3 separate regions of the Mus musculus genome follow, and regions 1 and 2 are each linked to region 3. Evidence: chromatin contacts called from public HiChIP or PLAC-seq data. All regions are on one chromosome and are shown on one strand. Each heading gives the region's core, a stretch centred on a gene start, on an enhancer-like site or on the middle of the called end of the contact. The rest is flanking DNA. Distances are from core to core; before and after follow the strand shown. Region 1 has its middle 11 kb from the start of Gm31508. Region 2 overlaps Gm31508 (predicted gene, 31508). Region 3 holds the start of Myt1l (myelin transcription factor 1-like).

The links. HiChIP or PLAC-seq counts read pairs in DNA pulled down with a chosen protein or histone mark.
Region 1: an H3K4me3 HiChIP or PLAC-seq map of embryonic hindbrain shows a contact between it and region 3, with 8 times the contacts expected there. The contact joins the enhancer-like site here to the promoter of Myt1l in region 3. A contact is called at or near these places in 6 of 39 promoter capture datasets (the C10 cell line, cranial neural crest, embryonic stem cells and 3 more), 3 of 484 Hi-C or Micro-C datasets (cerebral cortex and nephron progenitors), 9 of 115 datasets of contacts at active chromatin or transcription factors (VIP interneurons, astrocytes, differentiating embryonic stem cells and 6 more) and 1 of 9 other capture datasets (adipose tissue).
Region 2: an H3K4me3 HiChIP or PLAC-seq map of embryonic basal ganglia shows a contact between it and region 3, with 3 times the contacts expected there. The contact joins the enhancer-like site here to the promoter of Myt1l in region 3. A contact is called at or near these places in 3 of 39 promoter capture datasets (the C10 cell line, cranial neural crest and hippocampal neurons), 7 of 115 datasets of contacts at active chromatin or transcription factors (VIP interneurons, astrocytes, embryonic basal ganglia and 4 more) and 1 of 9 other capture datasets (adipose tissue).

The regions. Positions count from the first base shown.
Region 1 is chr12:28,897,774-28,901,199 of GRCm38.p6, forward strand. No RefSeq gene overlaps it. Among named protein-coding and RNA genes, the nearest start is that of Gm31508, 11 kb to the right of the region's middle. Within about 2 kb of position 2,173, at least 8 of the 459 cell types and tissues checked have an H3K27ac peak or open chromatin away from gene starts, as enhancers often do.
Region 2 is chr12:29,013,955-29,017,457 of GRCm38.p6, forward strand. The region is part of intron 1 of Gm31508 (predicted gene, 31508); the gene reads left to right. Among named protein-coding and RNA genes, the nearest start is that of Gm31508, 110 kb to the left of the region's middle. Within about 2 kb of position 1,802, at least 31 of the 459 cell types and tissues checked have an H3K27ac peak or open chromatin away from gene starts, as enhancers often do. A contact at or near this core is called in embryonic basal ganglia and neural tube, where this site is marked.
Region 3 is chr12:29,527,065-29,530,274 of GRCm38.p6, forward strand. Myt1l (myelin transcription factor 1-like) reads left to right here and starts at 1,320. Exons shown (of 25, transcript NM_001093775.1): 1 at 1,320-1,732. It overlaps Gm20208 (a long non-coding RNA gene), which reads right to left. Exons shown (of 4, transcript XR_381405.4): 2 at 1,002-1,176; 3 at 408-759; 4 at 1-70.

The DNA.
Region 1 (3,426 bases), core at 923-3,422, 630 kb before region 3:
TCCAACACTATCCTTACTTGCCTGCTGCTGTGCTCCCAACCATGGTGGTTATGGCCTCTAGCTCTCTGGAAAGATGAGCCCCCATTAAATGTTGTCTTCTATAAGTTGCCTCTGTCATGGAGTCTCTTCACAGAGGTGCAAGGGCATGTAGATCAACTGTCTGGCTCTGGAAGGTTCTATGTGGAGGGTAAACTGAGGTGAGCCTCCTGTCTTAGTTGGGTTTCTGTCGTTGCAATAAAACACCATGACCAAAAAGTAAGTTGGGGAGGAAGGGGTTTATTTGGCTTATATTTCCACATTATAGTCCATCAGCGAAGGAAGCCAGGACAGGAGCTCACACAGGGCAGGGAACTGGGAGGCGGGAGCTGATGCAGAGGCTATGGAGGAGTGCTGCTTTCTCATTTACTCTCCATTCCTTACTCAGCCTACTTCCTTATAGAACCCAGGACCACACCCCCAGGGATGGTCCCACCCACAATGGGCTGGGCCTCCTCTACTAATCACTAATTAAGGAAAATGCCTCACAAGCCTGCCTACAACCTGATCTTATGGAGAGATTTTCTTAATTGAGGTTCCCTCTCTCAGATGACTTTAGATTGTGTCAAGTTGACATGAAACTAGCCAGCACACCTTCCCATGCAACCCTAGGGAGCTAGACACCTGGCTCACCAGCTGACAGTGCCAGCTATCTACGATGTGCCAGTTGTTCTATTGACACTTCTGATGTCGTGTGGCTTCTGGGGATGAGGTCACATCAGCTCAGAGCCATCTGGGTGGAGTGAAGTCCATTTCCAGAGGACCTTATTTACTCATGGGGGTGCGCGGCGCTGAACAAATTCTGCTGATCTTGGGTACTACCCACTTGCACTTCTGATAGTATGGGTCCCAGCTGGAAATGGAGTAAGGTCGCAGCAAGGTTAGTCTTTCTCAGCCTTGGCCCTGCTGTTCTTGACTTTTGGGGATCCCCTCATAGCTGAGGTGTTACCTTGCTGTCATGTCCCTGTGACCCTCACTGTCTGTTAGTCACCAACCACAGTGTCAGGGTCACTGTGCCTCATTGAACTCTGTGGGCTGGGGGTTGGGAGTGGGGCACCAAGGCAGCCCATGGGAAGGGGCCCTGTAGGCTTTCATCTTCCCGCAAAGGGAGACAAGGCAATTTCTATTCCGGGGATGTTCTTTACAATAAATCTGAGTCTGGTTTTGAGAGATTGAAGTCCCTGGGAATGAGGTTATGGGGCAACTTGACAGACTGGAGGGAAGTAGATCACCCAGACGGATGACAAACGGAGCGGAAGGTCTAATCAGAAAGAAGGATGGGGGTCTAACTCAGCAAGGTTTATGGATGGCGGCAGGAAAGCTGCTGATCTGCGCTTTCCTTGGGGGAATAGAGGTCAGGGGTCAGGGATCAGGGAGAGCAGGGCGATCAATAGGAACCCCTCTGCAAGACAAGAGCGCTTGGCAAGCTGGGGGACGTGGGAGACTGTGTGTTCATTTGTTTTAGCTAGCTTCATTTCACTTAGGGTTTAACTTGGCTTATGGGAAATACCTTGCATAAAACTGATGTCAATATGCAATGACATGCCAGGCCTAGGAAAGGGTTACATCAGAAAGAGAGGTGGGGACCAGAAAGGAAATTCAGGGAAAGCTCACATTATCTCTTTACTACACAGTGGTAACGGCCAGTGGACTGTATTTATGATACGCCAGGATGTACATTGCACTCTTTACAGAGGTTAGCATCACCCTCACTAGATAGGGACAGAGGGGAGGTCTGTATTGCTGCCCAGGACCCTTTCTCCCCAGGCTGAGCACCCCAGTGGGGAGTCATCGTTACATTTGCCGCCCTTCTTAGCCAGGTGCAGCACAGAGTGTCTAGACCATGGTAGGTTGGGTTTGATGGGGTAGGCAGTCTAAAGGTGAGGTTGCTGAGAAGATGAGATGATGACTCCTAGGGTGCTGAGAACTTCTGGGACAGAGAGCCAGTGAGCACACACAGTTCACACTGAATCTGCTCAACAGCCCCAGGCAGCACGAGGCATTATGGTCCTTTTATGGTTGAGGAAACGGAGGCTCCTGGAGGTTAATTACCTCATAGGGTCACACAGTTGGGAAGTGCCAGGGCTGGAGAACAGCTTTCCTTCCAGGCAAGTCTGTGCTGTAGAGGACGTGGCTCATTGGTTACAAGCCATGTGTCATCAAGAGCACAATCTGGATAACTCACGTGATGGCAAGCATGCTCCCTCCCTTCCACCTGGGTCCCTTTCCTTTAACCTGGGATGACCCATAGACACTGACTAGGAAATGGGGTGGTGGGGACTGTACTGGTTCCAGTCTGTTCTGTCCTACTGAGCAGGGCCCTCAAGTAAGGCCACATAGAGAGCAAGTTTTGCTCAGAGACAGCCTCACCCACACCCCAATGGGATAATGCTTTTCTGGTCCCTCACATGATGCAGCTCCCTGTGAAACACCCCAATTTGGGAGAGCTCTCAGTTTACCATACATGGGAGGCCAGCGTTGCATTCTACTTCTAAGTTTTACATTAGTGGCCAAGTGGAAGAACAGCAAAGACAGACCTTGTCTGCAGTTCTGGGGCACGCTAGAGCAGGTGGCAAAAGGCAGGCTTGGTTACTCTGAGCCTTTGGGTTTCAGAACAAGGCAGCCTCAGGGAGTCCTGAAGGCATGAGAGAAAGTGTGTCACTTCGGAAGGAAGGACAACACAGAGGACTGCTTTTTCTGAGTGCCAGGGTCAGTGGGGTTAATCAATACTTATTTATCATGGGAGAGTTTCCAACCAGGACATGGAACACTGGCCAACAGTAACTGGCTGGCCCCGCCTGCCAGTCAGGGCTCCCAGAGTGATGGACTGTGGGGGTTAGGAAGTCATAAATTATCTATCATTGACAAACAGATTGTAATGGTGATCCTGGGATCTTGGGGAGGCAGGATTCGGAGACCTTACTTCCATCCATCTCTGCAGTACACCCCAGCCAGTGATAGCTAGCCTTGACTTGGTCCCCACAGCATGAGCTCAGGACCCTCAGTCAGGGCATGAGGCAGCAGTGCACGCTTGTGTGTGTGTGTGTGTGTGTGTGTGTGTGTGTGATTTTGACACTTTTCTGTCCTGTCCGTCTCTCTGATGTATAAGCTCCTTACTGAGCCATCCCTGTACCCAGCCACCACAGTGAGGAACCACTGTGGCCCACTCTCCTTCACCCTTGCCTGCTCTCTTGGCCTGCTTGTGTGGGAGCCTGAGGCAGCTGATCACTTTGTGTCTGCAATCAGGAAGCAGAGGGTGATGAGCGCTGGTGCTTAGCTCGCCTCTGTCTGTGTCATTCACCTTGCACTCTGTCCTGGGGCCTAGTGCTGGCTGGGCGAACTGCCTCTTCTCCTCAGACAGCCTAATGTAGAAACTTCCTCACAGGCATG
Region 2 (3,503 bases), core at 552-3,051, 510 kb before region 3:
GTATGTATGTATGTATGTATGCATGTTGCCCAGAAGAGAGTGTTGGATTCCTTAGAACTGGAGTTATAGATGGTTGCAAGCTGCCACCTGGGTGGTAGGAATTGAGCCCATGTCCTCTGGAAATGCAGCCAGTGCTCGCAATCACTGACCCATCTCCCCAGCCCTTTAACAGTGGTTTGTAGTTCTCAGTGTCTTTGACCTCCTTGGTTAAACTTATTCCTGGGATCTTTTTAAAATTCTTTTACAAACAGCATAATATTTTTGGTTTCTTTCTCTATTTTTGGATAAATTGTCAGTGATATAAAAATGTGACTAATTTTTGTGCAGCAAATTCATATCGTACAAATGCTGTGAGTTTGCTTATCAGTTTTAATGGCCACCTTGTGAGAATCTTTCCCATTAGTGACTGATTGATCTTGGTAGACCCCTCAGCACTGTGCGAAGCAGAAATGGCAAGAGTGGGCATCCTTGCTATATTTGTGCTAGCTCTTAGTCCCCCATTGATTAGATCAGACAATTTTAATGGATGGAGTGCGCTATCTTAGCTACATCCCGGTAAGCTATTTTCAGGATGAAAGTTAAGATAATCTAGTCTGCAAAACCAGACCTGGAGGTGAAAATACGTTTTTATTTTGGGATATTTTTGGAATGAGAATCCGACCTTCCAGCTCCTCTTGCGTAAAGCCTCCCAGGGTCTCTAATTCTTCCTCTTGCTTCTGATCTACCCTCCTCCTCCTCCCGCAGCTGTGCTCCCTGTGCCCAGAGCTATCCACGCTTACAGCGCTTTTCTCATTTTCATTCCCAACCCTGTCTCACTTCCCTGTAGACCTGCACCTCAGTGGTCTTCCTTCTCTACCTTCCTCACATTCAGGTTGGACCAACTTCTTTCTGCCTACTTTTTATACCCTTCAGTGAGGCCGGAAGCCTTGTGACTTTTCCCTGGGCACCACCCGATGCATGTTGCGTGCTCTGTGTAAGGCCTGTGCAGGGTCAGGCACCGTGAAGATAGCTTGTCTTTTATTGGTGACTGTCCTGTGCCCTGATGCTTCCTTTGGACTTGGCAGATGATTCTTCTAGCAATATGTTTCGTTATCGTTGCCTGTGTAGGGAACTTGCAAAGAAATACTCTCGGGCTTCCTTTTTCCTTTTTCTTCTGTAGTATAATGCACATTTTCCTTTTGTCAACTGGTTCTCATTTGTTGAACCCCTCTCCCCTTTCTGATGCTTTCAAGAGAAAGGTTGAAAAATTAGCAGTCTGTGGTCACGCTCTCAATTCTAAAGTGAAAATCTTAGCAATATTAGTATTCAAATTTATGTTGGCTGAATTCTTTCCTTGTGGGATAAGTAAGAATGGCAAGTGGTTTAGTACGTCCCCAGTGATGAGATACTAACCAAAAGCAGAGTACTCATTCAGTGCCCTGGTAGTTAACATGTGTGGTTATTGAGTTTAGAGTTACACATTAGCGAAGGTCAGCACACATGTTTCCTGCGAATAGAGTTGTACAAAACATGGCTGACTGTGTAGGTGAACCTGCCAGTTGACCCTATTTCAGATGGAAGGCAGGGTGATTCTTAGGGCATGTCTGCATATCTGGAGGTTATGAGTCACTTCTTGGTCATGTGAGGTGACAGAGCCTGCCAGGACTGGGAGTGCTTCATGGGGGAGTCTGACAGCCTGTATTTACCCATTGGACGTACATGCACATCTTCCTAGGCATTCATTATGCCGACAGTCTGGGAAATGCCAGTGTTCTAATTAACTCCAGCCAGGGAAGGCTGTCTGCCGTCTGCAGTCCCTTTGATTGATATGGCTGCAATTAGAGTACGCCTCCCTCCCAGCTCACTGCGGTGGAGAGGGGCTAGGAGTGGGTATAGAAACGCCTCTGCAGGCAGAGCTTTGTTCCTGTCCTTCCTCAGATAGAAGAATATGAGAAAGAGGCCCAAGCGCCTCCTCCCCCCCCCCCAAGATCGGGAAATTTATTATTGTTAGAAAGAAAATGGAACAAATGTTATCCTTCAGTTTGCAGGACTTTGATGGTTATTATGGAAAAATCAGTTGACTCCATGGTCATATCTTTTGAGATTTCTTGACAAAAGAACTCGCATTTATATTTACCTTAAAGAACAAAGTAGCAAGGTTTGTGTCTGGACTCACAGAACAGGAACGAGGACAGGTGAGGTCCTTAGACTCCTTGTGTAAGTGTTGGTAGGACGCATGACAGATACTTGCTCTCAAAACTGAAGATGAAAATTCTTTGGTCAGTCTGTGCCAAGGGCTGTGGGATGCGAGCTACAACAGTAGATGTTCTGCTATCTCTGACCTTAGGGTGGCTTGGTGCTCAGCAGAGAACCCATGTATTAGGATATCTTTATCAATGAGGTTTAGGGTGGTTTGGAAACAGGTCAGTTTTAAGGAGGGAGAGCATCAGATTGCTCTCTAATGCAGGAGAATTATTTCAGTGTGTGGAGAGTCAGAGCCAGGGCTTCAAGGCTGAGCACAGACCCTAAGCTCCATCATGGTGTATTTGTACGATAGTGATCTAGTGTGTGTAGAGGTGGGATCTGGTAGGGGAGGCTGAAGTTGGGGTAGGCAGACTGCACAGGGGTCCACTCTGCCACGGTACAGTTGCTGCAGGCAGGTTTGTGTCTGGACTCATAGAATAGGAACGAGGACAGGTGAGATCCTTAGACTCCTTGTGTAAGTGTTGATAGGACACATGACACCACTCTGGGGGTGGGAAAGTGCAGTCTGAGGTGCGAGATAGCCAGAGCTGGCTTGGGACCCCCCCCCCCCCGGCCTGGAAGAAGGCTGGGGTCATCTGGTTCTCAGGCTCTTAGACACCCAGGTGCCGTTGGAAGCTATGGAAGAGCTGAGAATGGAGAGTTGGCCCATGGGCTGGATCTAGCCCAGGGTCAGAAGAAAGAGGGGGAGCTCTGGCTGGTCCCGCCTGGAGAGTCCTTGGCTTTATGGTGGTGGTGGGCTTGGGCTTGGCTTGAGCTTTGTGGTTGCAGTGTTTGGGAGTGCAGAGAGGCCTTCTATGGGTAGGTGGCTCTGTAGGCAAAGGCTTTCTCCATGGCTCCCGACATTGGATCCCGATGAAAAGAGGCAGTCCATGGTTTTAAGTCATTTATTGTCATGGTGGAAAGTGGATGAGTAAAGCCATACCCCACTTCCCAGGGCAGCCTGAGGTTAAATACTTTATGCAGGGAGGAGTGTCTGGGAACGAAAGTTTATTGGCTACGCCTCCAGGCCTTTAGGTACTTCATTAAAATGAAGATCTGTCTTGAGCCTATGTGACCTGTGATCACGGTCCTATACAAGTGGAGGGGCTTAGGGTGTTGCCCTTACGTGACTGAAAGCCACGAATCTATGGGGAGCTGCTGCTAGTTACAGGTGCCTCATGCCCAGGAATCAGGTGAAACACCTACTGTCCCTTCAGGGTCACTGGGGTTTCGAGTGTTAACTCAACTGGGAAAAAGGCTACCTTTCACGGTCCCACATA
Region 3 (3,210 bases), core at 70-2,569:
GAATGGAGACAGTCTGGTAGAAAAGCTTCAAGCAGGAGCAGGCTTCACCTGGGCTGCTTCTAGCTTTGGGCTGTGAGCCAAAGAGGCAAGCATTAGATGACCCCCTCCCCCCAGCTCTGTGGCTAAGGCTTGGGCTAGAAATCCCTGTTTTTGTCAACCTCCACATCACATCCAAGACTTAACCATCACTTTCCTCAGAAGAAAGACAACTAAGTTCAGTTTTAAAATAACAGCGTTGTCAGGCGGGCTGTCTGCATGTGAGCAGTGGAAAATTAGAATCGAGCAATCCGTCCCCCCACAACCCCCGTGGCACACACATGTGAAGCACACGCGCGCTCGCGCGCGCGCGCGTGCACACACACACACACACACGCGAGTAGCAGTCGGTTAAGAGGAAAGGGTGATACCTTTTTAAAAACCGAAAGGCAGTAAGCCATTATTAGCAAGAGCTATATTGAGCGTGCTTGTCAGACAGGCAACAAAGCCGAGCTCCAGTTCCGCCCAGACATGTGCCTTGCCATTTTCATTTTAATCAGCCTGCTCAGGATGGCTGCTGATTCATTTTGCAGGATGTCCCCCTGGGAGCCAAGGTGGAAGCCTCCGGCGGCGGGTGAGCTGCTCTTGCATCTAGGCAGGATGCAGCAGGGCACACAGAGGGGAGAGTGAGGAGGAGGCTAGCGGGAGGGGAGCTCACCCACAGGCTCACTCCACAGTTCAATATGGCTAGTTAGCCGGTCCTTCATGAAACCGTATCTGCTACTGCAGAAAATATAATGAAAGAAAGAGAAAAGAAAAGAAAAAACTGTCAAATTGTAGGATCGTCATTTCATTATCTAGCAACTACGCCCCCCCCCAACCCCACCCCTGGACATTAAGTGGCTTGGACTGCTGGTTATTCTCATGGTCAGCGTATACATAGATGCACACACACACACACACACACACACACACACACACACACACACACACACACACACACACACACACATACACATACATACCTGGTAACTAGCTGGGGTGGTATACCTGATTTAGCTGCAGACTTTGATTTGTAGGACTGACAACCTTATTATGCAGTGAGCTTATTATTGATATTATTCTGCTCTCGGTTGCCATGGCCACCTTGTGAGAGACATTCAATTTTCTCTCTTCCATCATCATTATCTATGAGGCCATCTGTTGTGGAAAATGAATTCAGCCTCATTTGCATGACTGATAAGCAATTTTTTTTTTATCTATTTAACAGAAGGTCATATGCCGGGGATTTGGAGCTCGTGAAAAAAAAAAGTGGAAAAAAAAAAAAGCCTAGGAGAGGATGAGTGGAGCTGCGTGCATTAGGGGCTGGCTGTGGAGGTAAAGCAGATCTCTTAGGCCCGCTAGCCTCTCCTGCTGCATGTGTCATTCCTGCCCGCGCGACATTTTCCCCCTAAGCTACTGCACACAAAACAGAGCGAGAAAGCTTCTCCCTGCAGTCTTCTTGGAGGCCTCCTGGTTTCTCACCCATTGTTGGTGGGTGTATTTCAATTTTTTGATTCCCTGGACTGTGGGTTATGAAATCAATGCTGCTGAAGACAAAAGCAACCTTCCCTGCCTCTCGGTGCTATGCGTGGTCCTCCTCGGCCTCCCACTTGTGGGGGAAAGGGTTTTCTCTTTCTTTCTGTGTGTTTTGAGCCAGCACAGTTACCAAAATTGAACTTGCCGTCACTTGTGAGCGGTGTGGTCATGGTGTGAGGTACGTGATGCTCGTTAGGTTAATTCTTTGGACTCAGGGGTCAGGATCTGTTTTTGCTGTAGCTCATGGCTTCTGCTGCAGACCTATTGTTCGTTCCTTTTTAAAGTTATTTTTATAGCGTGGCTGGTGGCTGAGAGGTTCCTGAGGTACAGGTCTTCAGTCCTCAGAAGCTGGTCTTTAGAGCAAAAATGGGTAATAGATTGCATGCCTGAACAATGATTTTTGTTTATAAAAAGAAATAAAAAAAAATGAGAAAACCGAAAAACTTACTGCATGTCTGGAGGTCGGTGATTTGGGCTGAAGTAACTTCCTGAGAGTGGCTAACTTCACTTTACAAACAAGGAGGGATTTTAAGCAAGGGCTGTGGGAATGTTAGCTACTCCTGAGGCACTGTTGTCTTGGTCTAATTATAGAAAGAAAGTTTGTTGATGTTTATAAAACTGATAAACTCAAATAAAGATTTTAAACAATAACCTCAATGTTTGAAGTTCATAAAAACAAAACAGCACCTAAGTTCTAGCAGAATATGGTTTTTTAAAAATCACCTCATAAGCAAAAAGTTGAGTCTTCACACTCTACTTTCCAGGTAGATCTGAATAAATAATAAATAATATAAATATTCACCTGAGTGTGAAATATACAAAATATACAGTAGAGTTTGACCAGAGCGTTAATTTAATCACGACAAATTTCTTATATCTTGAAACTATATATGCTATCAATCATGATGTTGTTAATTTAATTGGGATAAAGTGATTTGTTTAACAACTCTTTTGTTCAAGTGTTTATACTTTTTGCTAACACCACAAACAAAAGCTCCCATAACACTTTCACAAGCATGAGAGAGTCTTTCTAATTGTTTAACTTTATAAAAGAGATGCAGCTTTTGAAGTGAGAAAGTCAGGTATATTTTACATGTAGATAGACATGTTTACTCTAAAAATGGAAGTATTTTATTCAAAATTCCTTTTGAAAACAATATTATAAGATTAACTTTTAGTCTACCCCAAACTATGAACCCAAAGTACTAATGGTGCATTTTAAATACAAGTGTGCAGCATGCATCCGCCTCAAAGAACTTTATTGTCTTTCCTTCCTCAATTGACCCAAAGGAGCATAAATGATTGAATTGCTTCAGTGTAGTATAGTAAGTCATTTGGTTGAAACTCTCCTTAAAGTTATGCTTCACTATTACATTTTATTTATTGTAATATTTGTTTATGGTAGACCACTGCAGGGGTGTTTGTATGTTGATACACTTTTAAAAACTCTTGCTTCGGCCCCCTTCTCCTAATCAGTCATTTAAAATATATTTTTAGCTTGAATGTAGGGAAAATAAATTAACATTAAATATTAGTTACACAGTTCAAAGCTTCAAACTGTAAAATGTGGACAGTCTGTGAAGACTCCTGAAATGATTTCCCTCAGAGGACTACCAGCAGGGTGGTGGCTGGAGCCACAGTGTGCTCTGAAGGGCT